Regions from separate parts of the Mus musculus genome. Here region 2 is linked to region 1. A link is a contact called in public Hi-C data. All regions are on one chromosome and are shown on one strand. Each heading gives the region's core, a stretch centred on a gene start, on an enhancer-like site or on the middle of the called end of the contact. The rest is flanking DNA. Distances are from core to core; before and after follow the strand shown.

Region 1 (3,635 bases), core at 767-3,266:
ATAAAAAATTATCAAATTTTCTCATGTTGGATAGTTAAAGATTGGAATTACTTTTGAGCATTACTAAAGGCAATACTATCTTTGTACATTATCGTCAGAGCAATAACTAATAAACTAGCCCAGTGAAGGAGCTAGACATAGCAGGACACCTAAATGCCAGATTATAGACTCAGGGTACCCTCTGTCTCAAATTCTGACCACCAGCTGTTTACGATTCTAGTAATCAGAAGAAAAGGAATCTTTCTCCAAATACCCTGTCATCCAACAAAGGAAAATACACACACACACACACACACACACACACACACGCACGCACGCACGCACGCACGCACGCACGCACGCACGCACGCACACACACACACACACACACACACACACACACTAACCATTTGGTGCTTTTATACTACTGTGTCTCTGCTATCAGAACAGTAAACGGGCCTGTCATCATGGTCCACAGGGCTTTGGACACCTGTGGTTCCACTCAGCTTTCCTCTTTCTTTTCTTCCCTCCCTGCATAACGTCAGGAAGTGACTATGGTTGGCCATAATGAATGTTAGACGTCATTATATTATTTCCCTCTGTGGTAAAGCAGTTATCAGACAAATCAAGGGAGACTGGGGAGTTTTTCTCTGAAGCCAATATATAAAGCCAAACAAGTTATGTTTCCATTGTCATAAACTCACTACCACATGATCCTGCACAGGCTGGCTAACTTCAGGAATGAATCCCAGTCTTGTTACTCTTTGTTCTTGATGATCTGCTAGCTGGCTGCCCTTCTTGGGATCATTAGCAGATACAGTAAACAAACGCAGCCTCTCGTTAGACATAGCAAACCTGTGCAGAGCCAGTCACAGCTACTTCCTCTCTCAGGTCTTTAGTACTCAGTACTTCGGCTATTTTAATACTCCACTCCTACTGGGGCCAGGACTTTCATAAGATATAGAGCCATGTCCCAGGGCTAGCTGATATTATTTAAAGTTGTTTATCACCTAAACCTATTAACCATCCTCACCCATCCCTTTCCATGGAAGCCGCAGCAGATGGTCTGGTCCTCATCTCCCCCTCTTCTTTGTTCCTAACCTCATTGTATGCCGTGTACATTGTTCTCAGTACCTCTGAGTACATCAGGCTATTCTATTAATGGCCTAATCTATTGACTTCATCAGACATGAATTAAATAAAATTGACTTAATAAATGACTCCCACAAGCCATGATTCATATCTGCGAAATGTTACATTGGTTATCATGATTCTGTTTATAATGAATAGCAACCGTGCTGACTCAACTATAACATCATGTGAGATCCTGCAACCTGGTTAGATAGAAGTTCACAAATGTTCCATCCTTATTAAGAGAAGACTATTTAGTTTATTATTCAGACAATGTGCTTAAAAATATTTTCAGTTATTTGGGGTTGAAATCATATAGTCTTGCTTGCTAGGTTAAGGCTTTACCTCTGGGGTATATCCTCAGCTCTATACATTGGGGTTTTTTTTTTTTTGTTTGTTTGTTTTTTAAACACAAGTAATCAAAAACATCAAGATTTTGGGTCTTAAAAAACTGCACAGAGGAAGAATTTCAGAGTTTCAGAAACCCAAGAATCCACCATGACTGAGTAGCAATTGAGAACTCCCATCCTGAATAAGAACATCTAACTTTTAATACACAACTTACAAGTAGAAGCATTCGGATGGAGAGGTACAACAGTAAAATATAAACGTTCAAGTGCAATGCTCTGAAAAGTTTTAAATGTCTAAAATGAATTCAGGCTGAATGAAAAAAAAAAGGTTCACAACTATCTCATAAAGCCTTGTTTATTTTTGCTACAGATGCTTGTTCTCTCAATATTCTTTCCTTGCCAATATCTGGCCTTTGCTGGGGCGGTTTCCAATCATTGCTGCTGTTAGCCAGCTGATCTTCAGAGTCGTCAACACACGGACCCTGGGGAGCACGCGATTCCCCATTGTCAGCCTCTTTGCACAATGTGGCCTCAGCAATTCGAGCAGTTCCAAACATCCCTGCATTCTCTGGCTCAAGATTGGCATCATGGGAAGGCTGCCAGGATTCCAGGAGGGGAGCCAGGGGATCAGAGTGCCAAAGTCAGCAGGTGGCAATGGCCAGTAGCAACTCAGAGAGGCAAATTAGTCTTTCCAGCACTTAGGACAGCCAACAGAGGTGGAAGCCAGTGCAGTTCTTGTTATCCGATGTATAGGTATTGTTATAAATGACATCAGAGCCTTGTACACTGCTCACTGGGCTTGTTAGCCAGGTGGCAATTTCTGAAGCATCATTACTGCTCCAAGCAAAGCGTATGCTCTATAATTCAACTTAGATCTGAGGTCAATAAATTATATTTCTTGGAATTATGTCTTAGGCACACAAAGACTAGTTCTGGTATTGATTCAGTACCATCTTGTTAGTTGGTAAGTATACTTACCAGTAAATAAATCACACTAAGACCATTGATCACAAGTAAACCAGGAAGTGCTGCCTCGAAGATTAAACAATAAGAAACATAATATCTAGATGTGATATTTCAGAATTAAAACCATAAAAATTTGGTGATAGAATACACATAGAATAAAGATGAAAATAAGAAAGTTCTGCATATTATTTTCACATACAACCCAACATGCTAGTTGTTGGAGTACACAGAAGTCTGAGAGGAGCTAGCATTCTTATAGATCTCAAATAGCAACCATTGAAGACTCTGGGGTATAATCTTCCTTTAGCTTCTATTAGGAAAGGGTTAGCTGTGTTTCAGAGAAGTGAAAATTATTTACTATCTTGATCCTTTCTAAAGCAGAGCTATTAGGAAAGCTGGTATAATAAGAGGGTCTTCCAAGTTGGAACAATATTCTATAAGTTGAAATATATTTCTGAAATGTTCTGGGGTGATGCAGGCTTAATGGTAGAACACTGGCCAAGTGTATACAATGTCCTAAATTCACCAATACTCCTTAAAATAATAAATGATGGAAAGATAGATGATAGATAGATAGATAGATAGATAGATAGATAGATAGATAGATAGATGATAGATTCTCCAAGTCTAAAATAAGCCAAATCATTAAGTCCATGGATACTTTCATTTGCTTACAGCAAGAGAATATTTTCTTGAGCTTATATATAGGATCTGCTCTGGATGTAATGATTTTGCTGAGAAAGCAAAGCTAATCTAAAGAACTGCAAGCTAACATCAAGCAGACTCTGTACTGAATGTCGACTCCCTGCAATAAGAAGAAAAGATTAGTGAAACCTTGAGTAGTCAATGAACATCATCTGTCTTAATTAGGTTTGCAATTGCTGTGATAAACACTGTGATCACATGTAACTTTGGTGAAAATATTTTTTACACCTCGAAGATTACAGTTGAGCACTGAGAGAAATCAGGTCATGAAAATACAGCCGGGACTGGTACAAGAGGCCATGAAAGGGTGCTTCTTACTGGCTTGCTCCTTCTTACTGGCTTGCTCCTCATGGCTTGACCAAACTGCTTACATAGAGCATTCAGGATCACATGCCCAGGGATGGTCTGATTCACAATGGGCTATACCCTTTCACATCTATCACAAACCAAGAAAGCGTCCTACAGGCTTGTCCACAGGACAATCTTATGAGGCAATTTCTCAAC
Region 2 (3,635 bases), core at 351-2,850, 190 kb after region 1:
TTCTCATTTCTGCTAAGATCTGCGATTAAAGCATAACATTAATCTGGTTCATAACTTTAAGGGCAATGGAATTCCATCTGTCTTTGAACCTTATGAATGATCCTTTCCCAGTCTATGTGTAGACTCCTGACTCACCCTCTTCATTTACAGCTCTTTGTTGTATTTTTATGACACATCCTCCAGCCAGTGCAACAAATCTCAAGGAAGCTATTTTGCCATTTAAAGGCAGAGGTTTATTTACATCCCTCGTGGTGCAAACATGCTACAGGATTCTGTGAAAATTTGAAGTGGTTACCAAAGAAACATAGCCAGAGCTTCTGTAGTATTTTTGATGCTCTTAAAATATCACGAATGGGTGTGTGCCTGCATCAGAAATGAAATGCCTTTTGGGGAAGTGGCCATAGGTCCTGTTTTAGAGGCAGACACAGAACAAACGTCTACAAAGACCATCACAGGAAGAGTTAGGTGTACTTACCAGCCTTCTATGTGCACACACAGATTATACCCGTAACATCAACCATGAATCAACTGTGAACATGTTGGATATTTTACAATGGAATAGAATTCCATCTTGTTACTAACCAGAGCAGTTGTGTGTCCAACCCTACAAAGTGTAAGCTCCATGTGAACTTAAAGAAACTGATAACAGAGACACAGGTAAAAATTTTTTATTCACTAATATGTGGAGGTGTGACTTTGGATCCAGCCAGTCAGTGATATAAATAAGGTTGAGCAAAAAGATTAAAGCTAGAGAGTGTAGGTGTGTGCATTTGTATATTTGTATGTGTGCATAAGGCTTCTTGGAGCAGTGCCACAAACGTGGACACCAATGAAAAATATCACTGCCGTCCTTTGAAATTTCCATGAAGAGTACAATGCGGGCAATTATATGAGGATGCTCTAAATGGCTCTTTCCATCTCCTGCACTCACATGCCCGCCAAACATGAAATGTTCGCCTTCTCCCTTCCAAAGTGATGGTTGTTGAACTTATTTTTAGTGTCATTTGATAAGCCTTTGTGCTCGCAGAGAGACATCCCACTGACCCGGCCACTGGTCATTGTCTATAACAGTTCACATCAAAGCAGGCGCGCTTTGTCAGGTTTCCAGTCGAATATCCATTTCGCATCTGAAGTACAGTATCGAAAGTGACTAGATTATCTGAGCTATTTCCTTCGGCTGCTGCCGCCTTCCTCCCCCACCGGGTTTCTGCTCACACTAACATAATTTGGCATCGTTGACGTGACACGATGGTGATATTTCTAAAAATTTATAGTATGTATATTGTCCATGCTTTCTGATGGCGCCCCTCCTGATTTTAATTTATAAACAGAAGGAAGGAGGTCTCTTTCCCAGGCTGAACCACAACCAAGGTGTGGTGCTCCTCAATTTCTAAGTAACATGCATACAGTGATAGGTCACTCAATGTCAAAAGGCATAAAAAAGATGAGCAAAATCTTCACAGGCTGCTGCTTGCTGTTGCCTTTAATTATATTAATTAAACTTTGAAATTTTCATGCAAAGAGAGTTGCTGGCTTGTGACGCTGAAGAGCCCTTGGAGACTTGAAGGAAGAAAAAACCCTGAGCGGAAGCTTTGTGGTTGCAGCTTCCTTAAATTAAAAGCCAAACAAACATCTAGGTGTTTTTACAGATATTAATGCTTTATGCACTGCTAAATCCCAAATGCTGAGAAAGGGGGATCTACCAGGCTGGGGACAACGTCTCAAATCACAAGTCCTTATGCTGCGCTCCAGGTCTTTGGTTGGAGGCGGTCTTCCTGTTGAATTAACGCTCTATTAATTCTCTTGTCTCAAGTGCATAATAAAAGAAAGGTGTCTTGGAAAACTAAAGGGCAAAAATCCTGCTTGCATCCAGTACCTTGAGGCGTCTCGTCTACATTTTGTCATGCGTGTGCACTTTCAGTGTAACAGTGACAAGATTTTCTAGTCAGAAATTTCCTGTAAGGCACAAAGTAATGGAGGACTTGGAAAGGCTTTGCTATCTGACATAGCTACAAGGCAGTGGACTCCATTATCTGTTTAGCCTGGGAGGAAACTTCATGTTTTGCTTGTAGCTAAAGATCTTGCCAAACAAAAGCACAGGGGCCACACATTCATGGCAGAATCACCAGTCTCCATTGCAAACCTCTGTGGCTGGTGGATTTGCAGTCCTAGCTTTGGTATCATTACATCATCGATGTGTCTGCTTTGTCCTCTTACATAGTCAAAACGAGCTTTGCATAAACCCTAGCATGCAAACTAACATTCCTCGGGATTTTCAGTGTCGTGAATCATGGGCTATCGCCGATGACTTTCATCACCTCTCATGTCGATGGCAGAACAAGTGTTGGAAAATGTTTAGTGCACAGAAAGCAGAAGGCAGAGGAAACATTTCCTGACAGAGAGAAAATGGGCTGTTGTCCCAAGAACTTCTGAGATGCACCGGACTGTCGGTTCTGTTGGAAATCAGCATCATGAAGATACACTGTCACACTGTCTTCTTATCTTCTCATTCTTTGTTCTCCCGTCTTATTGATGTGGAACCCGGGAGAAGTTTATGCATCGGCCCTGAGGGAAGAAAGATATCCATGGTGAAATAAGGAAGCAGTTGTTAAAAAGTCAAGGAGCATCTACTTTCCATAGCAAGATGTAACTAATGATACCAAAGCTCAGAACAATGTCCCCATTAGTCATTAAGTCATCATTTTCCCTGGCTCAAGACAACATGGCTCAGATCTTATTTCATTTGATTTTATTTATTGTGTACAGAAAATTTGCTTATTTGATGGTATGCTAAAGTCCATGTAGAAAAAAAAATCAACATGGGATTAAAACTTTGTAAGTGCTGTCTGAAGTGTGGCGCCGCTGTCATAAAATCAAACTCTCAATAACATCACCGTATACATTTCTATGACGAAGTAAAAATGGATGAATTTTCTTATGCAATTGAGTGATTCTAAAAATGTGCTTACGAGGACTATATTAAAGAGGTCGTTAAAACCAAGGACAAGGAAACCCGAGACTGGATAGAGATGCTTTCTTTGTGCTGTACTTTATTCTACATCACATCCTAGATTGCTGACCCACTTCTAACACCACTATTATAGATCCTGTTTTCCCAAATTAAGACAATTTACTTCAATTACATATTTTTAGAGAGTATTTTTTCAGTCCAGTTCCTAAACAATTTAGTGAAGGTTGTGTAGATATATTGATTCATAGAATAATCACTAACCCAATAATTATCTGAAAACAAAATTTCCCATTGTTGATAAAGACTCTCCCTTCCCCCTTTCCTATAATACTGTTGACTTGTGACACATGACTTGTGTCCAGAGTCCTCCACTGGCCAAATCTAGCCCACTTTCTCCTAGTTTAGGCCAGAATTATCATGCAATTAAGACTTCCATTTGCTATTACATCTGCTCTCAAAAGCTCCTCATGTTAGAGTTTCCTGTAATGTGAGCGCTTATTTGAAATACACGGAACAGGGGAAAATTCAAAAAACTTAAAAAATATTGTGGAAGAAGAGAAGTTAGAACATAGAGGTTGGTTTTTGTCCATTTTGTTTTGGAACACAACTGCTCAACAAATTTAGGGATTTTGTACCTTTTTGAAAACAGATAACCATAAAGACC

What was found. Hi-C and Micro-C count contacts between places; a contact is called where the count stands out from the background.
Region 2: a contact with region 1 is called in a Hi-C map of the 63-12 cell line, with 2.5 times the contacts expected there. The contact joins two enhancer-like sites. A contact is called at or near these places in 1 of 15 datasets of contacts at CTCF or cohesin (pro-B cells) and 1 of 484 Hi-C or Micro-C datasets (the 63-12 cell line).

Annotation. Positions count from the first base shown.
Region 1 is chr5:97,695,760-97,699,394 of GRCm38.p6, forward strand. No RefSeq gene overlaps it. Among named protein-coding and RNA genes, the nearest start is that of Gm34029, 61 kb to the left of the region's middle. Within about 2 kb of position 2,017, at least 17 of the 459 cell types and tissues checked have an H3K27ac peak or open chromatin away from gene starts, as enhancers often do. A contact at or near this core is called in the 63-12 cell line, where this site is marked.
Region 2 is chr5:97,884,036-97,887,670 of GRCm38.p6, forward strand. Antxr2 (anthrax toxin receptor 2) reads right to left here. Exons shown (of 17, transcript NM_133738.2): 17 at 653-2,565. The coding sequence ends at 2,527. Among named protein-coding and RNA genes, the nearest start is that of Gm34097, 39 kb to the left of the region's middle. Within about 2 kb of position 1,601, at least 18 of the 459 cell types and tissues checked have an H3K27ac peak or open chromatin away from gene starts, as enhancers often do. A contact at or near this core is called in the 63-12 cell line, where this site is marked.